2 separate regions of the Mus musculus genome follow, and region 1 is linked to region 2. Evidence: chromatin contacts called from public promoter capture Hi-C data. All regions are on one chromosome and are shown on one strand. Each heading gives the region's core, a stretch centred on a gene start, on an enhancer-like site or on the middle of the called end of the contact. The rest is flanking DNA. Distances are from core to core; before and after follow the strand shown. Region 1 holds the start of Slc9a9 (solute carrier family 9 (sodium/hydrogen exchanger), member 9). Region 2 overlaps Plscr4 (phospholipid scramblase 4).

Evidence for each region. Promoter capture Hi-C pulls out the DNA fragments that hold promoters and counts their contacts.
Region 1: a contact with region 2 is called in a promoter capture Hi-C map of pre-B cells, with 8 times the contacts expected there. The contact joins the promoter of Slc9a9 here to the enhancer-like site in region 2. A contact is called at or near these places in 10 of 39 promoter capture datasets (the 3T3-L1 cell line, the C10 cell line, the HPC-7 cell line and 6 more).

The regions. Positions count from the first base shown.
Region 1 is chr9:94,667,949-94,674,752 of GRCm38.p6, forward strand. Slc9a9 (solute carrier family 9 (sodium/hydrogen exchanger), member 9) reads left to right here and starts at 1,944. Exons shown (of 16, transcript NM_177909.5): 1 at 1,944-2,288. The coding sequence starts at 2,114.
Region 2 is chr9:92,481,947-92,488,158 of GRCm38.p6, forward strand. Plscr4 (phospholipid scramblase 4) reads left to right here. Exons shown (of 9, transcript NM_178711.3): 4 at 696-919; 5 at 1,875-1,917; 6 at 2,774-3,000. Among named protein-coding and RNA genes, the nearest start is that of Plscr4, 28 kb to the left of the region's middle. Within about 2 kb of position 3,140, at least 11 of the 459 cell types and tissues checked have an H3K27ac peak or open chromatin away from gene starts, as enhancers often do. A contact at or near this core is called in the HPC-7 cell line and pre-B cells, where this site is marked.

The sequences.
Region 1 (6,804 bases), core at 694-3,193, 2.2 Mb after region 2:
CATGAGAAGGACCAGAAGAATGCTTGCAAGGGTTCGTTCTCTCCACTGAACCCACGGACCCAGGGAATCGAACTCAAGTCATCAGGTTTGGCAGCAAGTACCTTTACTCAACCGAGCCATCTCGCCAGCCCTCTCCTTTCTTTTAACAAATGAAAATTTACGGTCTTCCCAGAGACGCCTTGGATGGGATTGTAAACTGATAATATGAAAAAACAAACAAACAAACAAAAAATTAGTTACAGAGTTGAATCAGAGAGTTAGAACCAGTCTTTTGCTTGTAAATGATGTTTTGAGAGTCCTAGCTTTTACAACTGGAAAGGTAGAGAGGCCATGTGTCCTTATGCCTCAAGAAAACAGCTTTCCATTTTAATGTTCCCAGTGAAGCGTCTCTATGGACGAGAAATACTGTCTTTGTTCCAAATCGTCCTAGCCAACTGCTGTTGACAGTGCTGCCATTCTCCATGCTCCAGGCAGCAGGCTTGGGCCAGGCTTCCAGGTGAGGCCTTCCTTTCTCTACCCACAATTCCTTCATCTTCCTACACTGCCTTATTTCAACAGCAAGCTTAAAGCTTTTGAAAAGCTTGTAGAGTCAGGCAAACAATCTCCTGCTCCTTCTCACCCACTTCCTGGGTCTCTTCACAGGAAGAGGGAAAGAGATGTGGTAAGACAATCGAAGAGCAAGTCTGCCTTAAAAGCAGCAAAACCAGGAAGTTCTCTCGTTTTTGAATTTGCATTATCTTGTAAATCTAACGACTCACCTGTGGGTTTTTGAATACGGAAGGTGAGGCTGCTGGCAAATGCTTGCAAGCAATAGCTGACAGGCTTCAAGACAACTCCAGTATTAGTCATCACAGAGATGCGTGCCAAAAGGGACCATGGGTAAAAACATCTGCTGTGCACACAGATGCCCCCTGCTGAGCCAAGCACACAGAGAAAACCAACTCCAGCTCGGAGTTGCATAAGCAAAGAGGCTGAGGCACTGGAGTGCTTGATGCTCTCCCAGAGTGGGAAATTAGCTTTCCGATGGGTAGTTACCTTCCAGTGTCTATGTAGCTCAGGGAGACCTTGAATTCACAGCGATCCTCTTGCCTCAGCTTCCTGAACGCTAGAGTTACAGGTCTGTAAGACCATAATATTATTATGTGTTTGTCTCAAAGCCTTTAGTGTCATATTTTTTTCAGGGTGCCTTACAATACAGAAATGGAATTCTAATTCTATCAGAATAGAAGCCAGACATTAACACTCGTCCATTTTACCATGTGGTGAGATGTGGGGGTCTCCACAGCAGACCTGGCTGCATGGTGACTGATTGGTAAAGACAAGGAAATCTTGATGTTTGCCTAGGAAGCAGAAGAACTGGAGGTACCAGTCTTAAACACCTCCCTCTCCCTTTTCTCCCTCCCTCCCTTCTTCCCTCCATCCTCCACCTTCTCTATCTCTCTTCCTTTTTTTCTTCAACAAATTTAAATAGCACCGTTAAAGGACTGGGGCTAGACTTTTCTTTTTGATTATTTTAGTTGACCGGCAATTATAAAAAGTCAGAGAATCGTGCACTGGATCTGTGCCTCTCAACTTCAGAAATAGTCCTGTGAAATCATACCTGTCAATCCTCCCCTGGGAGGCTGTGGTGGGAGGGGAGAAACCTGAGTAGGTGAAGTTAAGGGTCTGGACTTGCCCTTTTGAATCTGAAAACTATTGATGTGCCGGGTTGAACTGTCTTACTATCAATGTACAATTTGCCAGTTGCATACAGACTAAGAAATCATGCTGGAAACAGGAGGGCCACGAGTCTGGACATCAGCATCTTGCTGGCAGATTTGACCAGTGTGGAAGATCTCTTTCCAGAGTGAATCATTTAAAGACAGAATCTTTTATGATGAAACCACCCTCTGGAGTTTGAAAAGAGACGGGGCTGCTTTAAGAGAGAAACAGGAAGTTGTAACGAGAAGCCGGTCTGAATGCTAAGCCATCTGAATTGCTTGCGAAGTAGCAACAAAGTAGCAGCGTTTATTCTGAAATTCTGTGGGCGCCAGTCTATCCTAGGCAACCCTCATCTAAGGGCTCATCCCTTGTCCAGGGATTTCTCTGAGCATCACAGTCGGTCGAGTGGAGAATGGCTGGGCAGCTTCGGTTTACGTCAGGGAAGGATGAAGATCATTTTCAACACCAGGGAGCAGTGGAGCTACTCGCGTTTAATTTTTTGCTCATCCTTACCATTTTAACAATCTGGTTATTTAAAAATCACCGATTCCGCTTCTTGCATGAGACTGGAGGGGCGATGGTGTATGGTGAGTGTGTAAATGGTGGGGTAGATGTGTAACTTGTTGCCTGGGCGTAGTAATTAGAGACTTGTGCTCAGATGGCAAAGTGCAGAAAGTGAGGGGAACATGCTGATTGAAGTGTCATTAGCTCAGCGAGAGGTGCCGCAGTGTTAGGGATGCTAACCTCTTTCCAGAGGAGCGGCAGAAATTCCGCCTGACCACAGAGCAGCTGTCACAGTGACAGGCTCTGAGGCAGCACAGTATGTGAGTCTGTTGACAGCTGCAGTCCTTTGTCATGCGGGGAGTCATGGAGCGCTAGTCATGGTAGTAGGTTGTGGTGGCAATGCAGTCAGTCAGCGCAGCCTCTTCCACAGGCAGCCAGAGGAGCCAGGCAAAGTTAAGGGAATGGCTTCAGACTGCATGGAGGAAATACCCTTTCAACTATTTTCAAGAAGAAATACTCGTAGAAACAGACCCCACCCTTGTAATGGGAATAATTGTGTCCAAATCCTTTTTCATCCTGTGAACACTATTTTAGCTTCTGATAATAAAAGTGTTAAACCAAGAATTTCCTATTTAACATTTTCCATTGCTTAGCCTGATTTAATATGGTCTTGTTTATAATACTTATTTGTGTTCTCACACCACACACACACTTCTCTCTCTCTCTCTCTCTCTCTCTCTCTCTCTCTCTCTCTCTCTCTCTCTCCCTCTCCCTCTCTCTCCTCTCTCTCTCCCTCTCTCTCTCCCTCTCTCTCCCCCTTTCTCTCTCTCTCATTTTAGACAGGTCTCACTCTATAGACAAGGTTGGCCTCAGACTCACAGTGATCTTCCTGCTTCAACCTCCTGGGTGCTGGAATAATATGTATAAGTAAGAACACCCAATTCTTTAAACTACAGAGGGGAAAAAAGGTTTTAATTTAAGGTTTAACCTCCCAAAGTGATGCTCTTTCTGTGCAAGTTACCATGGCATCCATCATTTTTGGGAAGTTTAATAAAATGTGATTATGGAGTTTGTACAGACTAGCCTGGTTTATCTAGTTTATTAAGATGAGCTACAAGGCACTAGCACTGAGCTGGTACTGAGACAAATTGTCTCACTACCAACTGACTTCATGACCCTTATCCTACCAAGTAAAAGGTAACAGCTTTGAACATAATGGGAACAGTCAAGGGCTGCCAAAACGGATAGCAAAGAACATACTTTTTGACTTCTCCTTCTTTTTGGAGGAGGCCCTTTTATATGTCTGGGCTCCAGGGAAACAAGATGAGGGCACCTTTCATGTGCTAAGCGTGTGATGGACTGATGTTAACAAGGAATGGTCCTGAAGGGAAAGCATGAGATAGCCTACCCTTGAGCCACTTGAGCTGTAGGACAGACCGTTAAGGCCATGTAGTGCAGCTTGCTTTCTCGAAGCCAATTCAGAGCTCCACTAAGTTTCTTTGTACTGAAGGTCCTACAGCACACAGCAAAACTTTTCAGGGTGGGAGAGACAGGCCAAAAGAGAAGGGCACAGCGCTTTCAGAGGCCGAGCCCTAGACGTGAGTCATTCTCCCTTTCTCCATAATCGATTTACCAGGAGCTTTCTCTATCTTGGGTAATAAATAATCAAAAAGATGCAGGGTGTAATCTGAGAAGCCAGAAACACTGTCATCCTAAGCATCAGATCAAAGGGCTGTGCATATTTTAGCGATACAACACATAGTTAAGATTAAACCCTTACTGGAAGGGAAGATTTCTCCATGTGCTTGAATTATAACAGTTTTTTTTTTTTTATCAATTTTCTTCTCTGTGGTAGGGATATTGTTTTATAAAAGTAGTTAAACTTTGACTTAAATAATTCTTGATTAGATTTAGTTAATAATGGTTGTCCCTGCACTGAACAGTCAAGCATGGTGGTCCTCCCCAAGCTGAACAGTCAAGCATGGTGGTCCTCCCCAAGCTGAAGAGTCAAGCATGGTAGTCCTCCCCAAGCTGAAGAGTCAAGCATGTTAGTCCTCCCCAAGCTGAAGAGTCAAGCATGGTGGTCCTCCCCAAGCTGAAGAGTCAAGCATGGTGGTCCTCCCCAAGCTGAAGAGTCAAGCATGGTAGTCCTCCCCAAGCTGAAGAGTCAAGCATGGTAGTCCTCCCCATGTGTTTTCATACATTTCAAGCTGTTAATGAGGTTCTTGTTCATTTCAAGGGTAAACTCTGAAAATAATTCATTAAGATGGCTTCCACAGACTTCTAGGATAAGCATTTTTTCAAAATGCTTTACTGAAGTGCTTAGTGTAGACTTTCTGTCAGGGATGTAATGAAATAGTCAAACTAAAACCCAGGAGAACGAGGAACTCTAAGGAACAACTTTTAGTAGTAAGAGGGAGAGAATTCCAAAGGTTTAGTCTCTGTAAATGAATAAGCAGTTCGTACAGTTGTAAGGAATCTTAGAGAATGGAATCCTCGTTGTGCAGAGGAAGTGGGGCTTAGATGGAGGTCATGGTAGTGGCTGGTGCTGAGCTGGGGTCCAGCACGTCTTTTAATCAGAGATGCTGAGACAGTAATAAGTAACTTCCTTCAGGGATATTCCAGGGAGTGTGTGTATGTGTGTGTGTGAGCAGGGGTGGGAGGATGGTGGAGAAATGAGGATGTTCCAAATATATGATCCTGTTGTAAACCTTTAAGGCTTGGCCATCTAGTTTCTTCTCCAGGGGGTCTGACAAAGTAAAATTTCAGGGTAAACCCTTTCTCCATCTGAGGAAGCAAGACATTGTTTCTGCAGTAGTCTGGCTAAAGGCATAATGAAAACCAATGGAGAAGACGACAAACGTAGACTTTTTCTTGTTTTCTGAAGACAGACACTTTAGAGTAGCCTGGGACAGATCTCTCCATCCTGCTGTTAATCAATATGCTGACCGTTAATGTCTGTTCTGGCTTTTAGTCCCATTTAAGTGATTATTACCGCTGCTTATTCTTTCCAGTCTTGCCATAGAGCACCTCGGATAGTTTGCCTTTCCCTTTGGGCTCATCAAAGAATTAGGTGACCAGCCCCTACCTCTCTGGCTGCGGCTCTTGCCTTCATCAACTGCTCACACAAACCATTTGCCCTTATACTGAGAGCAGTACTTTCTTCAGGCACCACAGTACCTGTATTCCCTCAGCCCAGTCCCCAACATGCCTCCCTGAGGGCATTCTGGTGACCTGTGCCAAATGTCCCTTAGAAGATGTAATAGATGCTGATACATTTAATCAGTGTACTTAGGAATCCAATTAAAAAAAAATTCTAGGGATCAGAGGCTTAGAAAATGAGCAGTTACAGGATAAACAAGGAGCAAGGTAACCAAGCAGAATGTTCAACTGTTCTTTCATAATTATTGTTAGAAACAATTTTCAAGTCGTTAACCTTAAAATATCATATGCAGGGTTGTAGAGGCCAAGAAGTTTCCTCTGTGATGATTGGAAATAAAACTGAAGACCCAAATACAAGTAATTGCTTATACAAAAAATAATAAAATAAAAAGTCTTCTCTCATTATTATGGGTCATGGGTGCTTTTTATAAATTAGCAGTGTCATTGTAGAAATATTTTTGCTCTGCCAGGCACAGTAAAGCGTAATTGTCGCGCATGACTTCCTATGGCTCCAGTTATTTCAAAATGGAAGAATAAGCAACAGCCATAATCATTTAAACTGGACTAAAAGCCAGAATGAGCGTTAATGGTCAAAATATTGATTGACAGCAGCTGGGACACTTAGTGCTGCTTAATTTGGGGCCTAGATTCATCTCCGAGGTACTCATTAGAAAGCACTTGCTCCTTGGTCCCTGATAGCATCAAGGAATCCATTTTAACTCCCTAGGGGATGTCACATCTTGTAGAACATTTGTAATGGCATACCTTTGAGGACTGGGATTTAAGATTAAGGACAGAACAATTTAAAAATCTTAGAGTTCTACCTTTGATTTTTTGTTTGTTTGTTTGTTTGTTTTAACCATCATCTAATATAGAGACTGTCCTGGATTCATGCAGAAGTTAGTTCATCATTTAGTTGGGACCAAAGAAATCCCAGGCCTCTATAGTTAGACTTTTGAGCTTATCCAAAGTTCTGTCACTTTCAAACGTTTTCTGGTCCTTTAAGGGTATTCTTCCCTAAGCTTAATAGAACAATTTAACTTAATCAACAGCTAGTTCTCCCCTCCCAGGTTTAAAGAAACTATAGTTACAAAAACATCTTTCCCCAAATCCTGTGGAGGTACCGATTTCACCTCAGTCTTTCTCAGAGGTTCCCAGCTGAAAATGGATTGCTTGATATGATGTGTCTCCACTTTATTGGTTCAGTTTTGCTCTGTCGCCAATCAGCCTGCATCCCTAGCTGACAGCCCTATAGGGGATGCTCATCACCACTGCCCACCCACATCTGCCTGAGCTGTCCTTCCGCACATTGTCTGTTGAAACCTGGCAAACTCTGTGGAGAAAGCAGGATGTCTTGCTCTAGTCCATGGTTTAATTTCTGATCTGAGTTTTCTCATCTGTGAAATGGGCAGGCAATAAACTCCCTTACACCTTCAA
Region 2 (6,212 bases), core at 1,890-4,389:
AGGTTTGCCGAGGTCATGAGAGTGAAACTGTTGGGGTGGACTTAGTGGTTTTTTTGAGAGATGACATGAGATTGATGACCTGGTTATCCATGAAGGGTGGCCACAAAGAGGGTGAGTGAGCACAGTCTAGATATGCAGCTGATCTTGGGGTTCCCAGCTTAAAGCCAGGGAAGGGAATAGTTGTTGAAACCACTCCACTTGTAGTAGTCTGATGAAGAAACAAAATGTAAGAAACTGATCCTGAGAGAAACTGCCTGAAGACCAGATGAAAGGACAAAGAGAACCGACTGAGCAGCCAACCCAGCAGAGATGGCTATGGGCCCCTTTGCAATAAGCTGCAAAATGACAGTAATAGTTGCATGTTAGACCTCGTGCTAATTGCATTAAAACCAATGGAATGCATTTATGATTCCCAAAGGAAAAGCCTCACACGGTGAGAGGCTGTCTTGTTTCTCAGTGTGTCGAACTGTATTTCTATATCTGTGAAATGGGCACTCTGACATCATAAGTTTTCAGAGTATCAGGTGAACTAATATGCCAACAGCTCCCTTAGTACCTGGTAGATATTTGGGTACACAGTCAGAGATCAGCAGGTCTACTTTCTTTAAAAACATGTTGCATGGTTATTTCCTCGTGTAAAAATTATATAACTTCTAATACACTAAACTGATATTTTCATCTGCTTGAGAACACAGGCCCTGCTGGACCAGTTGCCTCTCCTTCTGCAGGCTTGCCTATGGGATACTACATTCCCCAGCAGCCCGGTGCCATCCCCTTGTACCATCCCACTGGTGGCACCCATCCAATCCAGTACCAACCTGGCAAATATCCTGTGACGAATCAGCCTGCTCCCATAATGTGGATGGCAGGGCCAGCTCCTGTGCCCAACTGCCCTCCTGGTTTGGAATACTTAGCTCAGGTACTCTAATAGATCCAAAATATTTTCTATGAAGTATGACCATGGGGTTTAAGGACAGGGAGCAAGACGTTGGCTAGAGCAAACAGGGAGATAAGTCACTGACAGTAGAGGCAGGCGATGCAGGCGATGGTGGATTTGCAGGTAGACAGTGCATACAAGAATGCGTTCATAGGACACATTCATTCCTCTTGAAGCAACACAAATAACTGTAAAATTATTCAATATGGCTTTCTGAAAAAAATTAGAAAACTAAGAATGAGAGTCACTAACCTGATGCCATGCCACTTACTTACGAGCTAGAGAACGTATCCAAGGAGCTAAAGAGATCTGCAACCCTGTAGGTGGAACAACATTATGAACTAACCAGTACCCTGTAGCTCTTGTCTTTAGCTGCATATGTATCAAAAGATGGCCTAGTCGGCCATCACTGCAAAGAGAGACCCATTGGACACGCAAACTTTATATGCCCAAGTACAGGGGAATGCCAGGGCCAAAAAATGGGAATGGGTGGGTAGGGAAGTGGGGGTGGGGGAGAGTATGGGGGACTTTTGGGATAGCATTCTAAATGTAATTGAGGAAAATACGTAATAATAAAAAATATTTTAAAAAAAAAAGAAAAGAAAAACAGCTGGGCAATGGTGGCGCACGCCCTCAATCCCAGCACTTAGGAGGCAGAAACTGGCAAGTTTCTGAATTCGAGTCCAGCCTGGTCTACAGAGTGAGTTCCAGGACAATCAGGGATATACAGAGAAACCATGTCTCGAAAAAAGGAGAAAAAAGAAAAAGAAAAAATGAAAAACAAAATAAGAAGAGAAAACTAGACAAAGAGAGAGGATCATAGAATGTTCAGTCCATGGCTCCCTCTCAACATCTCAGACTCTCTTTAACACCCCTGAACCCCAAGCACATAATTCTGTCTTTCTGTCTTCTAATTGCTTTTGTTCTGTCCCCACAGTTGGACAACATACACGTTCTTCAGCATGTTGAGCCTCTGGAACGTATGTATAACTTTGTCCTGATTCACATTGTGTTTTGATTAGAGGTATTTTAATCAGATGGAAATTTGTATTACTTCATACCTAGTCCCTCATTTTATGTTGATGGCCTTTTCTAGTGATTCAGAGAGAGAAGACTATTCTCTGTTACTTTATATTCATAAAAGCAGTAGAGTGAATTATTATATAGAGTCTTATCTATTGCTATTCCATGCACTGATGATCTTTCATCTATGGACCCCTGGAAAGACGATCATAGTCAGGTGGCTTGGTTCTCAGCTCCCTGCAGGTCCCTTGTGCTCAAGGTAGGAGCTGGCTTTGGTCATTCTGAATTTATTTTCGTATTCACAAGTACCATGTCTCCAGTCATTTTGTCCATTTCATGAGCTGATTAAATCATAGTCTGATGTGTGATTCGTTAAACTGGTTTTATTATTAACATTTTCTGGATTCCAATATTTCAGGAACATTGTATTATCTATTACTTTTATGTGGGAAAACTGTGAAAATAATTTCATAAACCTAGCAAATGTTTGACATTTTGAGAATGCTTAATGGCTCACATGGTTGTATTTCACCTTTTCACCTGAAATTTTTAAAAATCTTTTTGGCTTTCAGCTCCAATCATACTACTATCACCACTACTACCACAAGTACTACAACTACTACTTCTCCTCCTCCTCTGTCTCCTTCGTCGTCTTTGTCGTCGTCTTCATTGTCGTCTTCATCGTTTTCATTGTCCTCCTTCTCTTCATCCTTCTTCTCCTTCCTTTATCTTCTTTCATTAAATAACGAAGGCTGTCTGAAGCCTGTCTCAGCTGGTTCTAACTTAAGATCCTTTTCTCATTCTAACTTTTAGTGATGACACGTTTTGAAACTAATAATAGATATGACATCAAGAACAACATAGACCAGATGGTCTATATCGTAACTGAAGACACAGATGACTTTACCAGGAATGCCTATCGGAACCTACGACCCTTTGTGCTCCGGGTCACTGACTGCCTGGGCCGAGAGATCATGACCATGCAGAGGCCTTTCCGATGCACCTGCTGTTGCTTCTGCTGCCCCTGTGCAAGACAAGAGGTCAGAGACCAGGGGTGGGATTCAGAGTTGCTTCCTGATCTGCCCTTGACACAATGGTTGGTCTTCTTCCTAAACATGAAGGAAAGCTTTCTAGCCCTACTGCTCAGAATGAAACTGAAACTAGGGGAGAGGAAGGAAGCTTAATTATATCACAAGACAGACCTTAACAGTTTTCCTCTCCTTATGTGCTAGATAGGTGGCAGGGCTGGGGTGGGAGCATCAAGTACAACTTGAGGCTGCTTTGGCAGTAGTTACTTTCTGATGAATTAGGTACTTATAGGGAAGGACAGTAATCATATGTTATACAATGGTATCAACATATTCCACAGATGACAAATGGGGAAGGACTTTTGATTGCAGGAGCCAATCACAGCCTACAGTTTTCTGCAAAAAAAAAAAAAAAAAAAAAAAAAAAAAAAAAGTCTTAAAAGTAGATGTAATGCCATCCAGAAGTACCCTGAAGATGGTAGAGTTAGACATACAGTGTGCATGCGCTGTGTTGTGGTTTGGTCTTTCTCGTGTGCCATAACGCAGGTCCAGAAAAAAGAATTGTTGCAGAAAACAAGCAAGCAATCAAGAAAAAAACAATAACAAACTTGTACATGTGTCCCAGTCTCTGTGAGGCCATGTGTCCTGAAGATGCTGTTCCCTTAGAGTCATTTATCACTCTTGGTTCTTAGAACATTTCTACCTCCTCTTCTGCATAGATCCTAAGACCTGAGATTGTAGGTGTAGATGGAGACATTCCATTTAGAGCTGAATGAACCCACATCCTTATCTCTGTATATTGGCCACTTGTGGGTCTCTGTGTTATTTCCCATCTGCTTCAAGAAGCTTTTCTGATGAGGGTCAAGTGAAGCGATGGGTATAGCAATAGGTCACTGAGAGTCATTTTATTGCTATGTTCTGTTAGCTCAGTAATAGTAGATTTTCTTCTATAAGCATGACCCGGGTTCTTGGCCACTTGAAATGGATCATGAAATATAATCACTGGTCATGAAGTATGATCTTCTTAATGAGTTCTTGAATTCAGTTTCCAGTATTTTCCTGAGAGGTTTCTGCCTAGTGTTCTGTGGGTTTCTTTTATGTTCTGCCATTATATGGTTTTGATACCAAGGGAACACACTACCTTTGCTCAGTTAATCTTGTTGGTTATTACTGTTCTGATTAAGTTATTTATATCTTCTTGATTTAATTTTTGCAGATGATATGCATTAAGCTGTTCGGAAAGTTTTCATAGCATTGCCTAAAGGTACTTTTGGATTACATTGGACTTTGTTTTAATTCCTCTCCCTTGTCTGTAATTTTGTTAAATTTTGCCCTCTTTTTATTTTGGCTCATGTGGCTAGGGATCTTTCAATCTTGTTCATCTTTTCAAAAATAAAGTATTTTAGTTGAGCTTGTGTATCTTTTTAAGTTATCAGTTTTCTGCCCTAATCTTTATAATTACTTACCATCTACCTCATTTTGACTGGGCTTGCTGTTAACTTTCCAGAACCTTTAAGTGACTCATTAGATTATTTGAGAGCTGACCTTTAACGGGGGCCTTCCCAGCTCCAACATTTCCCTTAGAACTGCCCCGTCTGCGTCCTGGTTATTTGAGAAGCTTTGTTGTTATTTCAACTTGAATGTATTATTATTTCAAGTTTCTCCTTGATTTCTTCAGTGATCCAGTGTTCATAGAAAGTGTGCGAGTACTGGTGTCATTTCTATAGTTTTCCTTCACGCTGTTTCTAGTTTTATTCTGTTGTGGTCTGACAGACTATAAGGAAGCGTCTCAATTCTCTGTATTTGTTAAGGCTTGCTTTGTGGCCCACAATGTCGCCAGTTTCATTACTACGGAAATGATCTCCATTAACAAACTTCCCACTCATCCTCGCTTTCACCACTAGTTTTTTGGCAGCCACTATTTCATTCTGAAGCTCTGCAGTTTGTTCCTCAAGGAAGTCATGAGAAGGGAAGCATCCAATGGTCACTTCCACAGCCTAGTACTTCACTAACGCGCAGCCTTGGGGAGTATTTTAAAGTCTCATAGGCTTAAACATTTATGAAATTTTGGTTCTAAGGAACTATCAAATTTAATCCTTTGTACAGGTACAATTATATACATTTGAATAATATATATGAATAGTGTGTGTGTGTGTGTGTGTGTGTGTGTAATGGCTCTGACAATGTCCAATGCTGTATAAAATCCATTCCCAACAGCCTTCTGAAAGTGCAGAAGAAAGCAGGACAGCAATGACCCTTTCACGCTGGACTTCTTAAAGAAAGAATTTAGTCTATATAACTCTTGTTATTAAAAGAGGGCTCACGACTTTAATCCCAGCACTCGGGAGGCAGCAGCAGACAGATTTCTGAGTTCGAGGCCAGCTTGGTCTACAAAGTGAGTTCCAGTACAGCCAGGGCTATACAGAGAAACCTTGTCTTGAAAAACAAAAACAAAACTAAAAAGAGAGCGAGAAAGAGAGAGAGAGAGAGAGAGAGAGAGAGAGAGAGAGAGAGAGAGAGAGAGAGAAGGTCTCATCTTTTATAAAATTTTAATGTACAGATAATTAAATATAACAGGATAGTGGACAATATTTTAAAATCTTTAATAAAATGCAGTTATCTACCTCTACACAGAGGTTTTTAACTGTGACAGCACAGCACCCCACCCCATCGGCAATTGTACTTTCTGTGCTTTTAACTACTGTAGACAACTGTAGTCTGAAATGCCAACGGCAAGTTCCAGAAATAAGCAAGTCATAAGCTGAATGGGGAATTCTGGAACATGAATTATTCTTTTGTGCAGAGTGTCAAAGGTGTACATGCCATGCACGCAGTGGCAGTTGAAAGGGGACATTCACATGATTTCTACTATAAGACAGAGTGTTGGAACTGTTCTTTTGTTAGTTCTGTACAGTGACTAATTGATAGATTAAACTTTGCTAGAGCATGTGTTTATTGTAAATCATGCTAAATATTGAGTTCAGAACCCTTTGTACTTGAGGAGACTACTAATGCCTTGGAACACATTCGCCTCAAAGGTGGAAGCGGGGGGCAGTCTTACAGTTTTCACAATGCTTCATTCTCTTGTGTTTTTGTTTTGTTATAGTTGTGTGTAGGAGATTTAGGTTTTCTGGTTAAGATTTTTTTTTAAGTTAACTGGTCACACCTAATGGAGTTAGAAAACATGAGGGTCCTAGATGAAACAAAGGTCATTATTGTGGCCA